2 separate regions of the Mus musculus genome follow, and region 2 is linked to region 1. A link is a contact called in public ChIA-PET data. All regions are on one chromosome and are shown on one strand. The core of a region is the stretch at or near the end of the contact, and the rest is flanking DNA. Distances in the headings are between cores, read along the strand shown.

Evidence for each region. ChIA-PET counts read pairs in DNA pulled down with a chosen protein or histone mark.
Region 2: a contact with region 1 is called in an RNA polymerase II ChIA-PET map of memory CD8 T cells, with 14 read pairs. The contact joins two enhancer-like sites. A contact is called at or near these places in 3 of 15 datasets of contacts at CTCF or cohesin (the NIH/3T3 cell line, large pre-B cells and pro-B cells), 17 of 484 Hi-C or Micro-C datasets (the C10 cell line, the C2C12 cell line, DN3 thymocytes and 13 more), 13 of 115 datasets of contacts at active chromatin or transcription factors (DN3 thymocytes, cardiomyocytes, embryonic stem cells and 7 more) and 2 of 9 other capture datasets (adipose tissue and liver).

The regions. Positions count from the first base shown.
Region 1 is chr3:104,673,866-104,678,598 of GRCm38.p6, forward strand. It overlaps Gm34548 (a long non-coding RNA gene), which reads right to left. Exons shown (of 4, transcript XR_867542.1): 3 at 4,395-4,733; 4 at 3,686-3,823. Among named protein-coding and RNA genes, the nearest start is that of Gm34548, 4.4 kb to the right of the region's middle. Within about 2 kb of position 1,481, at least 184 of the 459 cell types and tissues checked have an H3K27ac peak or open chromatin away from gene starts, as enhancers often do. A contact at or near this core is called in memory CD8 T cells, where this site is marked.
Region 2 is chr3:104,463,702-104,468,706 of GRCm38.p6, forward strand. It overlaps Lrig2 (leucine-rich repeats and immunoglobulin-like domains 2), which reads right to left. Exons shown (of 18, transcript NM_001025067.2): 12 at 4,784-4,947; 13 at 3,342-3,662; 14 at 1,786-2,067; 15 at 158-607. Among named protein-coding and RNA genes, the nearest start is that of Lrig2, 46 kb to the right of the region's middle. Within about 2 kb of position 2,605, at least 11 of the 459 cell types and tissues checked have an H3K27ac peak or open chromatin away from gene starts, as enhancers often do. A contact at or near this core is called in memory CD8 T cells, where this site is marked.

The DNA.
Region 1 (4,733 bases), core at 231-2,730:
TAGGTCTGCTGTCTGGAGCCCAGGCCAACTTGTTAGGAAGGAGAAAGGCTCAGACACCCCTAGGGTTGAAAGACAATAAAATTTTTGTTTTGTTTTGTTTTGTTTTTTATTTGTTTACAGTCTCCCCTTAGCCCAGGCAAACCTGGAACTAACTCTGTAGTTAGGCTGGTCTCAAACCCACATTGGTTCTACCTTACCCTCTCAAGTGCTGGGATTACTGGTGTGAGCCATCATCACCATGCCCTGACGGGCATGCCTTTACCTACCTTACTCCTAAATTTGCAAACACCTCAGGGTAGTTTTGCAGCTGGTGAAACTGGAGTTGTGTTGGGTTAAGTCACTCTTGCTTATCAATGTCACGTGACCATTTGTGCATAAGCTAAGAAAAATCTTTTTTCCAGTAGTGAGGCCTGAACCCTGTCGCCAGGGCCTCTTAAGCAAATGCTGTCACTGAGCTGTGTACCCTTAGCTCCCTGACCTGAAATCTCCACCCCTTCACGCCTGACATTCATGACTGCTTCCCGGTGACCTTGTGTCCTGGATCCCTGCTTCTTATAGTCCTTCTTTCCCCTAGAGGCAGGCTCAGAAAGCTGTTTTCCTCTTACTCTTGTCTCGGGTCATTTGGCTGAGGAATTGCAGCTGCCTGGGCGGGGCTGGATGGTAGAGGTGTCTGGATCCGCAGAGAGGAAGCGACTGGAGTTCTCAAGAGTCCTGGGTTCACACTGACCCTTCCTGGTGTTCCCTGGCCCATTGCAGTCCTCCTGGGCATTGCCTAGGCTCCCCGTGTTTCTGCTTGCTTACACCCAGTCCTCAGGATGTCCTCTTCCCTTGCTAGAGCCTCAGCCTACGAGCCCGAAGCTCACATCCTGGGGGTTAATTTCTACCAACTCTAATGCCTTCAAATCCCAGGCTGAGCCTTCAGGCCAGGGTACAGCCTGCAGAGCTGACTCATGTGAAGTAGCTATTGGGTGACAAAGGTGAGAGTGGGCAGAAGCCTCCAGCTGCCCCTCCCATCCCTCCCCCCCCCCCCCAATCTGGGCTCCAAGCCACTGTCCCACGCAGCTTTCAGGGGGAAATGTCCTGATCTAAACTAAGACCAGTGCTATTTCCTGGGTCACAAGATCTCCACTGTGCCCCCTGGACAAATCTCGGTGACACCGGGTGCTTGAGCTGCATGGCTGGACAGGCTCCAGGCTTTGATGCAGCTTCTGCTTGAGGCGTTTACCCCAGCAGCTTGGCCAAGCTAAAGCAACCATTCATCCTGACTGTTTCCAAATGGGGGACTTCCTCTGATGGGAAGATCGTCTGATTCTAATGGGGTCTACATCTTGCCTTAAGTGCTGCTCCTAGAAGACACTAGCGCCAGCCCCCTGGGAGTAGAAACTGTCTACTCCCTCCCACCTACACCTCTGGAGAAATCCACGCACCCACCCTCACACCCCAGTACTGCGGTCATTCCTAACACAACACACCCCAGTGACCGCAAACATCCTCCCTCCTACACACAGCTGGACCTGATCTACAGAGGCGTTAATTCCTCAGGACCTGAACAGCGGCTGTTCCAAGTCCAGGGAGACCTCACGCCGACCTTCAAGGAACAAGAGAGGGGCCCGTCGCTGGACACCCAGGATGGTCTCCGCCCACCCTCTTTCCCATCAAAGCCTTTTCTCCGACATAGCTCCGTAGAGACAGTTCAGGCCCTTACGTGGCAGTGTGCGGCGCCCTCGTGTGGCCCATAGCCACCCAGCACGCTGGCCCCCTGGACCTTAGCTTTACCTCGGCTCCCCTGGCACACCTAGGTGTCCCCTCCCCCATCCGCTCCCCCCAGCTGTCCCCACCGGATGTCAGAACTCCACCTATTCCTGTACGGTGGCTTCCTGTCGGTCAGACCAGGTTAACCTGCTCTTTCCATTAATAGGAGGCTTTGAGAGTCTGGAGCAGGAATCCTGCCACGCTTAGCAGATGCCCTGCTGAAGTGAATTTCCTCATGTGTCTGTCTCCCTGCCCACTCTGAAAGGGCTTCGTCTAGGAAGTGAAAGAAAGGAAAACAAAAACAAAATTACAAAACCAGAGTAAGTTCGCAAGAAAACCAGAGTCACCCATCATCAACTGGGCTTTGACAATTTATCCACCGGAGGGAATGCGAGCTGACTTTCAAGCGTTAAGATTTATGGGAGGCTATTGGTACTGGGCACATAGCTAAGGCAAAGATAAGTCAATCATGCTTAGTGGAGCCAAAACCAGGTTGTTTACCAACCTTCACTGATGATAGTGACGATGATGATGATGGCAAAAAGAGAAATAGCTGTAATTCCAAGTAAGCCAGTTTAGCTGTTATGAATAGGAAATCCCCTTTGGGCTAACCTGTACAAGCCCAGTTAACCTATCTTTGTGAGGTTTTTTTGTTTTTTGTTTGTTGGTTTGTTTGTTTTGTCTTTTTGTTTTTTGAGAAAGGGTTTCTCTGTATAGCCCTGGCTGTCCTGGAACTCACTTTGTATACCAGGCTGGCCTTGAACTCAGAAATCCGCCTGCCTCTGCCTCCCGAGTGCTGGGATTAAAGGCATGCGCCACCACGCCCGGCTTCTATGTGAGTTTTTGTTGTTTTTTTGTTTTTGTTTTTGTTTTTGAGATGGTCTCACGATGCAGCAGCCCTGGCCAGCTTGGAACTAACAGAGATCTACCTACCTTTACCTCCAGAGTTCTGGGATTTAAAGAGTGCCACCTTTTGATTGGCTGATTGATTATTTGATGCTGGGAACTGAACTCATATCAGAGTCTTAGTCACTCTTCTGCTGTTGGCATTGAACACCCCCCCCCCCACAGCACCCCCACCCACCCCCCACCCATCCACCCCCCACCCTGCTGCCTCAAGCAAATCTGCTTTTCATTTTGTTTCTACTTCTTCAGACCCCTTTTCTATAAGGCAAACTCCAGGATGTGTTGTTGTGACTCATGAACCACAAATAAAAGGCCTATGATTAAGTTTATTGATTTGTTAACGACTCTCCTCCATTTTAAGGCATAGCCTTATGCGGTTCAACTGGCCTGGGACCCTTGGTCCTCCAACCTCCGTGCAAAGGCTAGGATGACAAGTATCTGACACACTGGCCGGCTTTTGTTATTTTCTTTGCGAATTTGTTTCTGTCTTTATTTTTTGAGGCAGGATTTCTCTGTGGCCTTGGCTGTCCTGAAACTCACTACTATTTAAACCAAACTGGCCCTCTGACACTATGGTTAGCCTCATTTTTAATCATTTACTTAATTTGAGGGGGGGGATTCGAGATAGGGTTTCTCTGTGTATCCCTGGCTGTCCTGGAACTCACTCTGTAGTCCAGGCTGGTCTTAAACTCAGAGGGATTCACCTGCCTCTGCCTCCTGAGTACTGGGATCAAAGGTTTCTACCACTAACAACTGGCTTAATTTAATTTTTTTAAAAATTCCTTTAATTCCAGCCCAGGATATCCCTCACTGCATTGCTGCTCTGCTAGCACTGGTAAACTGAGATGACGTCAGTTATAAGATTATCAGCCAGATAAAGTGATGCACACCTTTAATCCCAGCACTAGGGAGTCAGAGGCAAGCAGATCTCTATGAGTTCGAGGCCAGCCTGGTCTACAGAGTGAGTTCCAGGACAGCCAGGGCTATATAGTGAGACCCTGTCTCAAAAACAAAACAAAACAAAACAAAACAAAACAAAACAAAACAACTATCAGGATGCCCCTGTACAACAATTTTAGTAGCATAGGCCTGCATCCCACTTACCTGCCCAAAGACCCCTCTCCTCACCTGAGATTCCACTAGAGAGACTCTAACTACAGCCAGGCTGTGGGAAGAGACGAATGTTAAGTTAGTAAAGACTCATAGAGGGCATGTAGGCCGGCCTCCCTTCTTCAGGGCAGCCTAGTTCAGCAGCTGGCCCAGTGACAGGGACTGGGCAGGGTTGACAGTAAGGGGAGCTGCCTGCCCTGGTGCAGTCTTCCTGGTGCCCACACAGCTCTGACTGTTTTCTACCACTTAGCTTCATCAGACAGAAGCTCTGCTGAGGCGCTCTAGACTGTGTCCAGACTGAGGAGGGTGCAAGCCCAGGCTTCAGGCCAACTCAGCAGGCCTAGGGCATGCATGCCCTTTGCCCTGGATCATGGGACATCTCTGGACAGTAGGATGACCCAAATCAACTGCCTAAAGACTTTGCCCCTGTAGACCAGCTGGTGTAATGAGCTCATACTGCACATGTTTAAGTGTCTGCGGAGGTGTTCCCAGACCAGCCCTGACCCAGAGCTGATCTTAAGGAGGCCTACCTCTTTTTTTTTTTAATTAGGTATTTTCTTCATTTACATTTCCAATGCTACCCCAAAAGTCCCCCAAACCTCCCCTCCCCGCCCCCCCAAGCCTACCTCTTATAGCAGGCCGAGACACTTGGGTCCAGGCTACAGCTGCAAGAGACCTGAGGAGTGTTGTCATCCAGTGAGCAAGAAAGGCTGCTGATTTGATATGGAACTGCCTTGGTGGGTCTCAGAATTTAGGGTGCAGAGGTTAAGGATCAGGCCTCCCCAAGGGACACTTTCCTGTCTCTCCTGAATAAACATAAATGTAAATTCACATGGTGACAGCGGGGGAGATGTTTTGGACTTGAAAGGCCCAACTTCTTCATCCCCAAGAGATCGGAGTTACCTTTTCCACCCCAGTTGAGCCCGTGCAGGCCAGCAGGAGTATCTGGCAGGAAAGCGGAGGCC
Region 2 (5,005 bases), core at 1,355-3,854, 210 kb before region 1:
ATAGGTTCTACTATCTCCAGGAAGCTAGATATTTTGTCAGAAACACTTCCTAACATTTCTTACCAAGTAACCAATCACAGTAGTCCAGCTTTTTTTTATGTTTTACTAAATCCTACATTCTTAAGAACATGCCAAGTGTCATCTGGGTACCACTTACCTGTGTTTGTGATGCTGTAGTCTTCATTTTTCCTTCTCATGTGGTAAATGACAATGACCCAGATCAAAGATGTGCCCACGACACAGCAGACCACAACAATGATGACAATGCCAACTGTGGTCCAACCATCATCCTCATGCCCAATGCTACTCTGAGAAGAGTCACAATTGGGGGATGAAATGACATTTAAGTAAATATGTCCCCGTTCTGTCCCAAGAGTGTTAGACATAAGGCAGGTATATTTTCCAGCATCTTCTAGCCCAGCATCTACAATGATGAGAAGCTGATTGGCTGCAGCAAAGAAGTGTCGTTCTGTTACTAGGAGTGGCCCATCATCCTTGGTCCAATTGAGGCGAGGAGCAGGACTTCCTCCAGCGATGCACTGCAATACCGCTGTCTCACCTCGGGTGACGGTCTTGTCCTCCAGAGGCCTAATAAACGAGGGTGTCTCTAATGGGAGAAGGTTAAAAATACTGTTAGGAAATGTATAGCCTAAGTCCTGTAGAATGAGACTATGAAAAGTATGATGAAATGTACAGTTTAATGAGGATCAAAAGACTCAGAACAGAAAAGATCTAAATGTGAACTGACGGTGGTGATACAGGCTATAATAGTTTACAGCCATCCAGGCACCTTAGCAAGTAAGTAAAGTAGAAAAAAAAGAAAACAAAGCACAGCAAGATACTAGCTTGGCACAACACCGGCCTGGTACACATGCCAGTGTGTGAGTGAGCACACCACTGGCCTGGTACACAAGTCAGTGAGTGAGCACTGGGGATTTCTAATGTTTTTGAGGCAGGTTCTCAACTATATACTCCAAGCTGATCAAGAACTCTTGACCCTTCTGCCTCAGCATCCAAGTTAAGAAACTTATTTTAAAGGTTTTTGACAGCCAGGTCAGAGTGGCTCACCTGTAAGACATGGGTTCTCCAGGCCAACCTGGATCATAGAGAGACTCTATCTTTAAAAAAGAAGAGAGAGAGAGGAGGAGGAAGAAGAAGAGGAGGAAGAGGAAGAGGAGGAAGAGGAAGAAGAGGAAGATGAAGAATAAGAAAAGTTGGAAGAAAAGGAGGAAGAGAAGATGGCCCTATAAAACTCTGATGTCTAAGAAAACAGAGACCTGGACAGCATAATTTGCCTTGGGTTGAGTTACATAAAGAACCATGTTTTAACTAAGAATAACAAGGCACACAGTTATAATCCCAGCACTTAGAAAACACATATGAATTAAAATGTTACAGGGGAAACTTAAAAGAATAAGGGATCCGGAGCTTGTTATAAAGATCTATGCCCTGGGAATGTTCTAAGATGTATGTCACTTAACCCACTAACACCTTCAGCTGACATACCCTGACTAAAGTACAAAAATAAGAACAACAACATAAGCCTGATGGTGGTGGCACAAGACTTAATCCCAGTACTTGGGAGGCAGATGTAGGCGGGTCTTTGAGTTCAGGGCCAGCCTGATCTACAGAGTGAGTTCTAGGACAGCTGAGGCTACGCAGAGAAACCCTGACTTGGAAGGAAAAAAAATAACCAAAACCTCCAAATTGTTTTTCTTGCCTTTCTAAGCCATGCATAGGTCTCAGAGGCTCCAGTAAACAGCAGTCCTAACAAAGAAAGCATACCTAACACTGTGAGTGAGGCGTTTGCTGAGAGGCCTCCTGCTATATTCTGTGCCATGCAGCTATAGATTCCCATATCTTCTATCTTCACATTGGCAATGAAGAAGACATCATCCTCAGGCATGACATGCATGCGTCTTTCTCGGGCTGCAGGAAAATCAGTGCCACCATCCTTCTGCCAGGAAATCTGAGGTGTAGGGTGCCCCTCTGCAGCACATTCTAATCTTGCCATGGCACCAGTGCGAATAGTTAGATCCATTGGAGTTTTCAAAAAAGACGGCATCTCTGTTCCAAAAACAGTACAGAGAAAGTAGGCAAAAGGAAAACACACATGGACACAAATCTAGCAGGCAGAATTCTGATGTAAAATGCACTATTTCTTTGAGAAACCATATTCTCTGAACTGACAACACAGCGTTGGCAACAGTCTTTCCTACCAGCCCATCAGTATGTGCAGAAAAGTAATACTTCTAGAATACAAGCCATACCCATTCACCATGCTGATGGAAAGAAGGAAATCAGAAAACCAAAAGCTTTTTTGAATGACAGTTTAGAATTCGGTGCTTATTATTCCTCTTTCACTTAGGACAATCAAGTGATGCTTCCCAATCTAACAAGAGCAGATGTTAATAGAACCCGTTTTTGTTTTGTTTCTTTAATTATGTTTTTTTTAAACCTGATTTAGGAAACATCAGAGTGGGTTGTACAGCTGAAGCGTTGTCTCAGTGGTTAAGAGCAGGTGTTGCTCTTGCGGGACTCAGGTCCAACTCCCAGCACCCACAGGGCAGCTTACAACTGTCTGATACTTCAGTCCTGGGAGATCCAATGCCCTCTGTAGGCCTTTGTGGGTACCAGGCATGCATGTGGTGCAAACATAAATGAAGGTAAACCACTAATACCCACAAAACAATAAGATAAAATCTTAAAAAAAGAAAACAGAGCTAGAAATGTTAAAAAAAAAAAAAGAAACACAGGCACAGGGCACACGTACATTGCTCTGCTGTAGCACAGGAGTTACTCAATCTCACAGTAACAGACAGACCAAGCTGCTTTAGAAAAGGTTTTACAACTACCAGGAGAGCTTTATTTTCAAAATGATTTTGGCTATATCCAGAGAGCTACAGACACGACTAGACCCAGAGATGTCCTAAACACCCTCAAGTGTAAACAGTATGAGAGAAAGGAAATCATACTTTTCTGAGAATTGTGGTTTTGGAAAGAAACTGAGACCACAAAAGACTGTCTTTTAACAAACAGAAAAGGAAGTCAAGTATCTCCTAGGGCAAAGGAGAATGCAGGCCAGTGGGCACAAGTGCACCCCTTCCATGTGCCACAGTCACGAGAAAGTAACACTAAGGGCTCCCTCCAAACCTGGGGTATGATCCAATTTTCTTGTCAATTTACATCTAAAATGATTTATAATTGAGACATAATTTAGATGTAAAAAATACTTCAAAGTACTTTTTCCCAACAGCATAGCCAGACAGGCATGGTGATTATTCTAGAAATACATTAAAAAAAAAAAAGCATTTTAAAAGTCCAGTAGCACAATTCCTTACCATTTACAGTCAATTTGGCTTTCTGAGAATAATTAGAACCAAAGTGATTAGTAACAATGCACTGGTATTTCCCTTCATCTGTGAAGTTCACACTGAAGAGGCGCAAGACACTAGTATATTCTAGAGCTTCTCCATCCTGCTGCCGATAACGAACAAAATTCTCAATATCCACATCATACAGGATCTCACTGTCCTTGCGCCATATGGTGGACATGGGTGAATCGCTGCTGCTCACTGCAGTGCACGTCAGTGTCACATTAACACCTCTTAATGCAATTGTGCTTTCAGGGTGTGTCCTTATCTGAGGCTTCAGAAAATCATCTAAAGGGAATAAATGCAACAGTGGCCAAGTCAGTTACATATTTTACCTCAAACCTGATTTTACAACAAAGACTGTAACACTGTAAACTTCTCTCTCTCTCTCTCTCTCTCTCTCTCTCTCTCCCTCCCTCCCTCCCTCCCTCTCTCTCTTTCTTTAAGATTTACTTATTTACTTAATGTATATGAGTACACTGTAGCAGTATACACCAGAAGAGGGCATCAGATCCCATTACAGATGGTTGTGAACCACCATGTGGTTGCTGGGAATTGAACTCAGGAAGAGCAGTCAGTGCTCTTACCCGCTGAGCCATCTCTCCAGCCATGTATGTTTCAGCCCCAGGAGCTATGTTAAGATTGAAGGAGATTCTAGAGCTGGAGTCTAATCTCTTGCTTAAAGCTGAGGAAGATGAACTCCAGAAGTCAAATAGCTTGCTCAAAGGCATCAGGCAGTGACAGAAGGTGTGCTAGAACTCAGGTTCTGGACCTCAGCACCTAGTGCTCTTCCACCATCCCTCAGGACTCTTCCATGTTTACTATGCATTACCAGTGGGTGATGGAGAGAAACCTTCTATAAGAATTTCAAGGTAAGTTCTAATGCTATCATGTCATATATATTTATGTCCTATAATGCTACATATATAAAATGTTTACAACTATTATCCTTTCTATATAATACAGAAAATGAGAATATAAACTTATTTTTTTTTCATGGAGAATACTAATAAATACATGACTTGAAAGTACTTTGTACATAGCTTCAACACTAAAATAGTGAAGAATACAAGCAGGATACATAAACACAAGTGAAAACTGGTTTAAGACTGCCTAGTGCACGATGAATTCATAAATAAAAACGCTATGGATTGAGAGAGGCTGCTACAGAAATTCTAAACCAGTATCTTCATTTAGTAACATTACTTTGTGCCTTAAAAAGTAATTGGAATAGTATAAAAAAAAAATAGTATGAGCCAGTGTGGTAGCACACATCATTACTCTCAGTACTTGAAGCAGACACAGGCAGATCAAAGTTCCAGGACAACCTGGTCTGTAATGTAATCCTCTTTATTTTGTTGTTACAATAGTTAAGAGAAAATTTTAAAATTTGAAACAGAAATACAAACCACAGACAAAATCTTTCAGGTCCACATTCAAGATGCTTTGCCCCGCTAACCATTCAGGATGTGCACAGCTTACATTCACAGAATGATGGAAATTGTTATCCACCAGCCACTGAAGTAACCACTTCAAATGACAATCGCAGAGCAAACTGCTTGTGTTCAGAACACTACAGAAGGAAAACAAAGAAAAGAACCTTTCATTTTAGCTTCATTATAGTTTTTGCA